2 separate regions of the Arachis hypogaea genome follow, and region 1 is linked to region 2. Evidence: chromatin contacts called from public Hi-C data. All regions are on one chromosome and are shown on one strand. The core of a region is the stretch at or near the end of the contact, and the rest is flanking DNA. Distances in the headings are between cores, read along the strand shown.

Evidence for each region. A called contact is a pair of places that touch in the nucleus more often than the background predicts.
Region 1: a contact with region 2 is called in a Hi-C map of leaf, with 4 times the contacts expected there. The contact joins the promoter of LOC112710870 here to the promoter of LOC112710868 in region 2. A contact is called at or near these places in 2 of 8 Hi-C or Micro-C datasets (both in leaf).

The regions. Positions count from the first base shown.
Region 1 is chr9:36,375,493-36,379,268 of arahy.Tifrunner.gnm2.J5K5, forward strand. It overlaps LOC112710870 (E3 ubiquitin-protein ligase ATL6), which reads right to left and starts at 1,883. Exons shown (of 1, transcript XM_025763313.3): 1 at 290-1,883. The coding sequence starts at 1,675. The coding sequence ends at 479.
Region 2 is chr9:36,149,274-36,152,890 of arahy.Tifrunner.gnm2.J5K5, forward strand. It overlaps LOC112710868 (DNA excision repair protein ERCC-1), which reads right to left and starts at 2,060. Exons shown (of 10, transcript XM_025763307.3): 1 at 824-2,060; 2 at 408-697; 3 at 196-304; 4 at 1-90. The coding sequence starts at 670.

The DNA of each region.
Region 1 (3,776 bases), core at 633-3,132, 230 kb after region 2:
TAGACCCAAAATTTCAAGGAGGTTTTCACTCTTTTCAAAGTTGCACATTTGCTTATTCAAAAAGTTAGTTGCCGATAATAACAATCTGAAGTATAAAACATATTTAAAATATGTGCATATGAATGACTTTTTTATTAGTTTTTAATTTTTTATCTAGAAAAGTCATCACTAATAAAAAGATGAAGCTTTAGATGGACCCCCTCATCACAGAGTATAGCCCTCACCATAGAATATGGAAGACCCAGGTAAATTAATTACTCGAAGATCCTCAAGACCTCAACCTATCTCATTTTGCTTATAAATTCTTAACATTCTTAATTTATGATATGATTTCACTGTGTACCAATAAATGTGTTACTTATACACATCTTTACAAATTTCACATTGGAAAACCAAAATCGTGGCCAAATAATAATAAAAAAAAAACAAAAGAATAAATACAAAAGAACCATTTAAGTTGGGTTCATAGAAAGCTCAGTTAAACCGGTAAATGGTGTATTTCTGATGTTGCTGATGGGGCAGTCAGAACTGGTGGTGCAGCTGCTGGAGCAGCCGATGAACTTCCGCCGGCGGCGCTATTAGCCACCCGTGGTGACTTAATTGACGACGCCCTAACGAGAAACGGTGGCGCCATAGTGAAAATCCACCGGTCCGACTTAAAAACCCGGTCTAACCGCCTTGTAGACCGGCCCCTACTACTTCCTTCTCCGCCCCCAGTTCGGTAACCCCTCTTTGAGCTCCCTTCTCTCGGCAAAATAACCAAGCTCCTCGCTCGGTTCAACTGAGGTTCTAGAATCTTCTTCCTCACGTCCAAAGGCAATCTTAAAGTGAACCGCTCTGTGTCCTCACCTGGTTGGACCAGCGAGTGCCCGGTCGAATGTGATCTCGGAAACCTCCTCGGCCTCCCCGACCGGGAACCCCTGGTGCGGTTCAAATTCAACGCCTGGTTCATATTCAAACACAATACTTCCCGATCATCAACACTTACCCTTTCATTCTTATTATTCTCCAGATTCTCATCACTTTCTTGCTCCACAGCAACTACGACGTCGCTTTGGTTCCGCGATTCCAAATTGCGCGGCGAGGACAACTGGTCGTTTGCCAACTCTGAAATCACGACGGCGGCGGCGCCGCGTACGGAGTCTCCCGGTTGTGGGAGGAGGTCGGCTCTGCAAACTGGACACGTGGTGTGAGACTCGAGCCACTCGTCGATACACTCAGGGTGGAATACGTGGTCGCATTTGGGAATCAAACGCAGCGTTTCAGTGTCTTCAAACTCGTTGAGGCACACTGCGCATTCGAGTGCTCCCTTTCCAATCTTGTGGATTTTTACGACTGAGTATTCTAAGGTTGGGAACGAGTGGATGACGGCAGGGTCGAGACCTCGTGGACCGCGGCGGGATCTGCCGGTGGCGACAAGGTGGCGGATGCTGACGGAAGGAGAGTCGGAGCAGTGGCGGATGTAGATGGAGAAGAATCCCATGAGGAAGAGTGCGGAGACGAGGATTACAACTATTATCGCCATGGAAGGGCTGAAACGGTTGTAGTAAGAGTTGTTTTGGTTGTTGTTATCGGATTGTGCTCCGATGAAGGGAAAGAAGAGAAGGAGGTGAAAGAGAAAGGAGGAGAGAAGGATAATTCTGTCATTTGGACAGTTATGCAAAACGGAGGTCATGGTGGTGTTGTTCTTGGTCACTGAACAACGTTGCGTTGAGTTGCAGAAAATAGAAGAAAGAAAATAAGGGTGTGAAGAGTGAAGGGGATTTAGCTTATAAATGGAAAAAGTGGGAATTGCTGCCACTTGTTGAGGAACGGAAGGTAAGAATGAAGCTGAGGGTTTGTATGTTTGATTGAAATCTAATTAATTAAGTGATTTAAAGTTGTGGTCAGAGACGGTGTACTACGTGGACTAACTTAATGCCGCCGAAGCTTCCATAGAAAATTTTTGGGGGACCAACTCTATTAAGAAGGAAATTAATTAGGGAGGCAGTTAATTAATGAAAAAAAGTTCCCACTAACGAAAAAAAAAAATACCTCAACCCAAAAGTCACTCTAATTTTATTTTGGAATTATTTAAATAAAGATGTTTATTTCATCTTTTGTTAAAGATATTTTTATATTATATTTTAATTAGTTTTTATATAATTTATTTATTATTTTTCATCATATATTATTAAATTTTTTTAAAGATTTTTTTAAAAACAATAAAAAAATATTTAGATTAAACTAAAACCAAAAAATAATAAATTAATTATTATATTTTTTTAAAATTATTTATATAAAAAAATATATCACACTTATCAATTAATATATATATATATATATATATATATTAAAATAAATTTATCATATGAGTTATATCGATCACAAGCTCAAATTTCATAAAATTTTTATAAATAAAAAATAATTAATTTATATTCGTGCGATATATATACCAATTACTATATTATGATTTTATTATAGATTAAAATTAACTAATTTAAATTTATTTTTATTTTTAATATAAATATTAGAAATAAATAAAATTTTATAACTAGTGACAAAATATATATAATATTAATTAATTTTTAAAAAATTCTAGAAAAATAGTTTCTTTCTAATAAAGTGTTATTAGAAAATTAACATTATAAAAGTTAATTTCAACCAATACGATATAATAGGTTATTAAATATATTTAATACAAGATACATTGAATATAAACTTTTGTTGAGTTTAAATTTTAAATAATTTTTAAATTGAAGTTCGAATATTCTTCTTTTAAACAGTTAGAATATTTTAACATAATATTTTTTTATCTTTTTAATTGAGTCTTTGATTTTTTAAATTATAAACTTTATTTATAATTAAGGATAATATTTTAACACCATCAATTAACTACACATACAAAAATACCGAAACAATTCTATAATCATAATTATAATCTAACTTTATAAGCAATACAATAAAGTTATATCTAAGTAATATAACTAAATTTTATCTATATTTATAGTCGATCACATTTCATAAATAATATAATGAAATTATATTTATGTTTATAATTAAAATATGAATAAAAATACAAAAAAGGTTAATATTTTTTCGTTCATCATTTTTTTATTATTTTTTTGTGAAAAGTTTAATTATTTTAATAGTTAAATATTTTTTAAAAAAGATAATTGAATAACACAAAAAAAGTTTTATTAAGAGTAATTTATTTAGATGTGATTGAAAAATAATTAAATAATTATATACGGTAAAAAATTAATATTATTAAAAGATAAAATTAAAATCCATTTCAAAATTAAAAATAAAGTTTATTTAAAAATAAAATTAAAAATCATACTATTTTTCTTTTTTCTAAAATTTATCTACGAGTAATTCGATAAGTAATATTTTATGATGAATAAAAATATATATTAAACTCATACCGAAGTTTATTCTAGTAAAATTTATTTTATTCTGTTAAACTTTAAATAAACTATTAAAAGGAATTTTGTTCTCTCCATTAGAGGAAAATGATAAACTTCATACTTCCATTATATTTTGGCAATAACTTGGCCATGTTATTTTTAAAGTCATGATTGCATTTCATGAATTTTTCATTTTTATCTATGATTTTTAATGTGCAAAATAATAATAATAATAAAGAAGTATGTCACAATAAAAAATGAAGCACGTCACCAAATAATTTATCATGCGAATTATATACGAATCAAATCGATAATAGGATCAAAACAATCGATAATAGAATTAGGGATTTACAAAACCTTTCTTAGTTCAAAAAAAATATTTATATT
Region 2 (3,617 bases), core at 810-3,309:
ACATGAGCTTTGACCCAGCAAGTAGTCACAAACAATATCAGCAAAGGTCCATCTAACATTCCTAATGTGTTTAAGCAACGGATTTCCTTTCTGCAAAATACAAGAAAACAAAAACGTTTACCAGATAATAAGAATATAAATAATGAAAATTAGAACAGAAAACTCAATAAATGAAAATAATCACACTGCTTAAACCTGTCTGTGGCTAACAAGGATGGCATTGCGACTTTGAGCGACTTGAGACGAAGCTGCAGCAGCAGAAGACGTCGAAGTTGAAGATGGAGGGTTCAATTGAGAACTTTCCCTAAATCATCAAATTAATCTTCAAATACTACAGATAACGATGTTTATACTTAACAATGGACCAAAATTCGTAGCAAAGAAAACCAAAAATGTGTAAAGTAAACCTTGAAATTGAAGAAGAAGCAGCGGTGATGGTGGTGGCGGCGTTGGTGGTAGGAGGCGGAGGAGCGTAGAACTCAGAGGATTTGACGAAGGAAAAGGCTTGGGAGAATGTTTGCGAGGGAAGGAAGAGTGAAGGTGGAGTTGCTTTTTGTTGTGAGCTTTGGAGAACTTCTTCGTAGGAAGGTATCTTGATCACTACGGAGCTCTTCTTGTTCGCGCCGTCGTTGTTCTTCTTATTGTTTTGCTCTTTCAACTCATTCTCCATTTTCCACCTCCTCAGTTCACAGATTAACTAACAACAAGAAAAATTCATATTTCACAGTTCACAAAATTAGCAACAAAAAAAATTAATAGTTCACAGTTCACAAAATTAATGAAAAATTATTCAATTATAGTTACAAAAAAAAAAATTGAATACCAGGGACTGAGGGAGCGCAGAACAGGGCAGAGCTGGCGCAAGAGGGGGACAGGGAGCAGTGGAGCACGATCGAAGGCTGAAGGTGGAACAGAGTTGGCGTCGGCGGGACGACTGCGGGACGACTGCGGGACGGAGGCTTCGACGTTCCGACGGTGGTGCGCAATGGAGGGGAAGGAAGTTGCGACGGTTGGAGGGGATTAATGGTAAGGGATGTAAGGGTTACCTCTCGTCCCTTAATGTGCTACAAAACGGCGCGTCTAAGCTAAATGCAAAAAACCGGCCGGGTTACGGTTCGGTTCAGCCGACCGATTTCTAGCCGGTTTGATAGTTCAAGAACGGTTTCTGAATTTTCTAATTTTGGCATTTGATTGATTTGTTTTTTCTTTCTGTTTGTAATTCAACCGATTCGATTGGTCGGTTCGAATCGATTTTTAAAACCTTGGTTTTTCACCCAAAATAATCAACTGCAGCGAGTTTATGGGAATTTGGAAAAAAAAAATTCAAACTATTCAAACATAACAAACTTGACCTATGTGACCGGTTTGAGATAGAACGTGCATCTTAAATGCCTTTTAAAGGGTACCTATGTAGATAGCTTTGATATCTTTTTGGCTTGAAAACATGTTGATCTATTTCTTGGCCTTGGAAAATGTTTGCAAGATTCTTTAGTAATTTCTGAAAGATTCGCTTACCTTTTATTTACTTGTGACGGCTCGCGTTGGTCGTTGTGGGTCATCCATTAACCTAATACTATTAGAGTCGTCGTCTTACTTCCTTCGCCGTTCCACTTCACATAACGTTTGCTGCAAAAAGGAGGGATTCTTCAGTCAAGAAAAGCTTTCTTAGTTCACCACTTTGTCGACTCCACTCTCCTACACAACAACTTGTTCGTTGCTTTAGAAATCTACATTCAATCTTTCAAAGTAGTTTTGCTAGTATAACCTCATCCGAGTAGTCACTCTTCTCATAGTCTATGTCTAGTCTATTTTGGATAGAGCAATAAGAAAGGACCAAAATACCAAAGATTAAGGAGGACCAAATCCACAAAGGTAAACATATGCATAGTAAGGTTAGAAATCAAAATGGTTCCTAAAGAGGCATTTAAGTTGGAAGAGCGCCTAATTTACACCCTAATTTTTGTACTTAAGAATGTCCTCCCGTTGGATTCAGGGATTGGATTATTGGAATAAAATATGTGTTTGCTATCATCAGTTCAATGAAAACCAAAGGTTCTCACGATCCAGACCGGCCCAAAACTCAAACCGAGTTAAAGGCATATTCTTACTTGGTTAGGATTTTTCAAATTTATTTATTGTCATTTTTGAATTACCTAACCGGATATAACACTGTTTTCCATAATAAAAAATATACATATATTGGGTCGACCCAATTTAACCAAATTTAGGTTGTTGTCAGGTTCGTATCAGGCTAAAATACAATCGATTGCCTTTTGTAGTTTGGTTTGGGTCTAATTAAATTTGGTCTAACACATTAACACAATTATCAGGCAACATGTGATATAACTTTAGATTTAATAGAAAATGGTTGTCTTAGAAAGTGTTAATTCAAAAACGCTACATGGTCATCGTTAAAGTCATTGTTTACTTGCTAATCCATGGTAGTCATCAACTCGATCATAGTACTCTAGTCGTCCGATAATAAACTAAAACCCATACCTTTAAAAACATTCTGTTACCTCATAGCAGGAAGTAGTAATTCCTACTGACCCGCTAACATTTCTAAAAAAAAAATACTAATTGGCATAACCTACTTTTGTTGTGTGTATTAGGGGTGGCAAAACGGGTCGAATCTGTCGGGTCGATCTGCTAAACCCGCTAAAAAAGGCGGGTCGGGTTAGGATTTGGAACCCGTCAACTTTTAAAAAATTGCCAAACCCGCACCGCCAAATTGGCGGATTTTGGCAGGGCGGGGCGGGCGGGCCGGTCCGCCGGGCCGAAGATTTTATTTTTCTTTTTTTTATTAAATAAAAGAGTAATTATTATTATGAAATTAATAATTATAGAATTTTTAAACACCTTTTTTTTCATTTTTTGTTTTTATTCTTCTTTTAGTTATTAACTTTATTTATTTTATTTTACAATTTCGTATATATGCTCAAATTATGTAACTTATTTTTTAAAATAAAGATAATTCTATTGACAAATATTATTTTGAATAATTTTATTGAAGTTAAAAATTAAAAAATATATTATAATTTGACTATTTTTTGTATTTAATTTTTTAATTATTATTTTTTGGTTAATTTTAATGAATTTTATTTTTCAAAAAAAAAAAGTCGAGCGGGCTAACCCGCCGTCCTGCCAATCCGCCATAAAGTGGAGCGAGCTATCATTTTGAACCCATTTTAGTTAGCGGCGCGGGCTGATCCGCCTCGTTTATGGGGTGGGCCTGGGCGAGGCGGAACGGGTTGGAACGGACCGACCTGCTTTGCCATCCCTAGTGTGTATAATACATATAGATTAAACATAAAAGTTTATCGTCTACTTTTACCCTTTTCAAAAAGGTGTTTTCGGTTTTAAAATTTATACTATAAATGGTGGCATCTTAATTTACTTGAAATCCAAAAAAAAAAAAAACAGACCCTAACTTTCGCTTATTCTCCTTGGCACACGGTTGGATTGAGATATATTCATTGTATCAATGACAATCTCATTATTCATCATAATGTATATTAACCCCTACTATAATAATATATGCCACTTCACCCATACAATGCATTGTAAGGAAAGAATTTATCATCAAAAGTATATAAAATAATTACGAATTATAACTA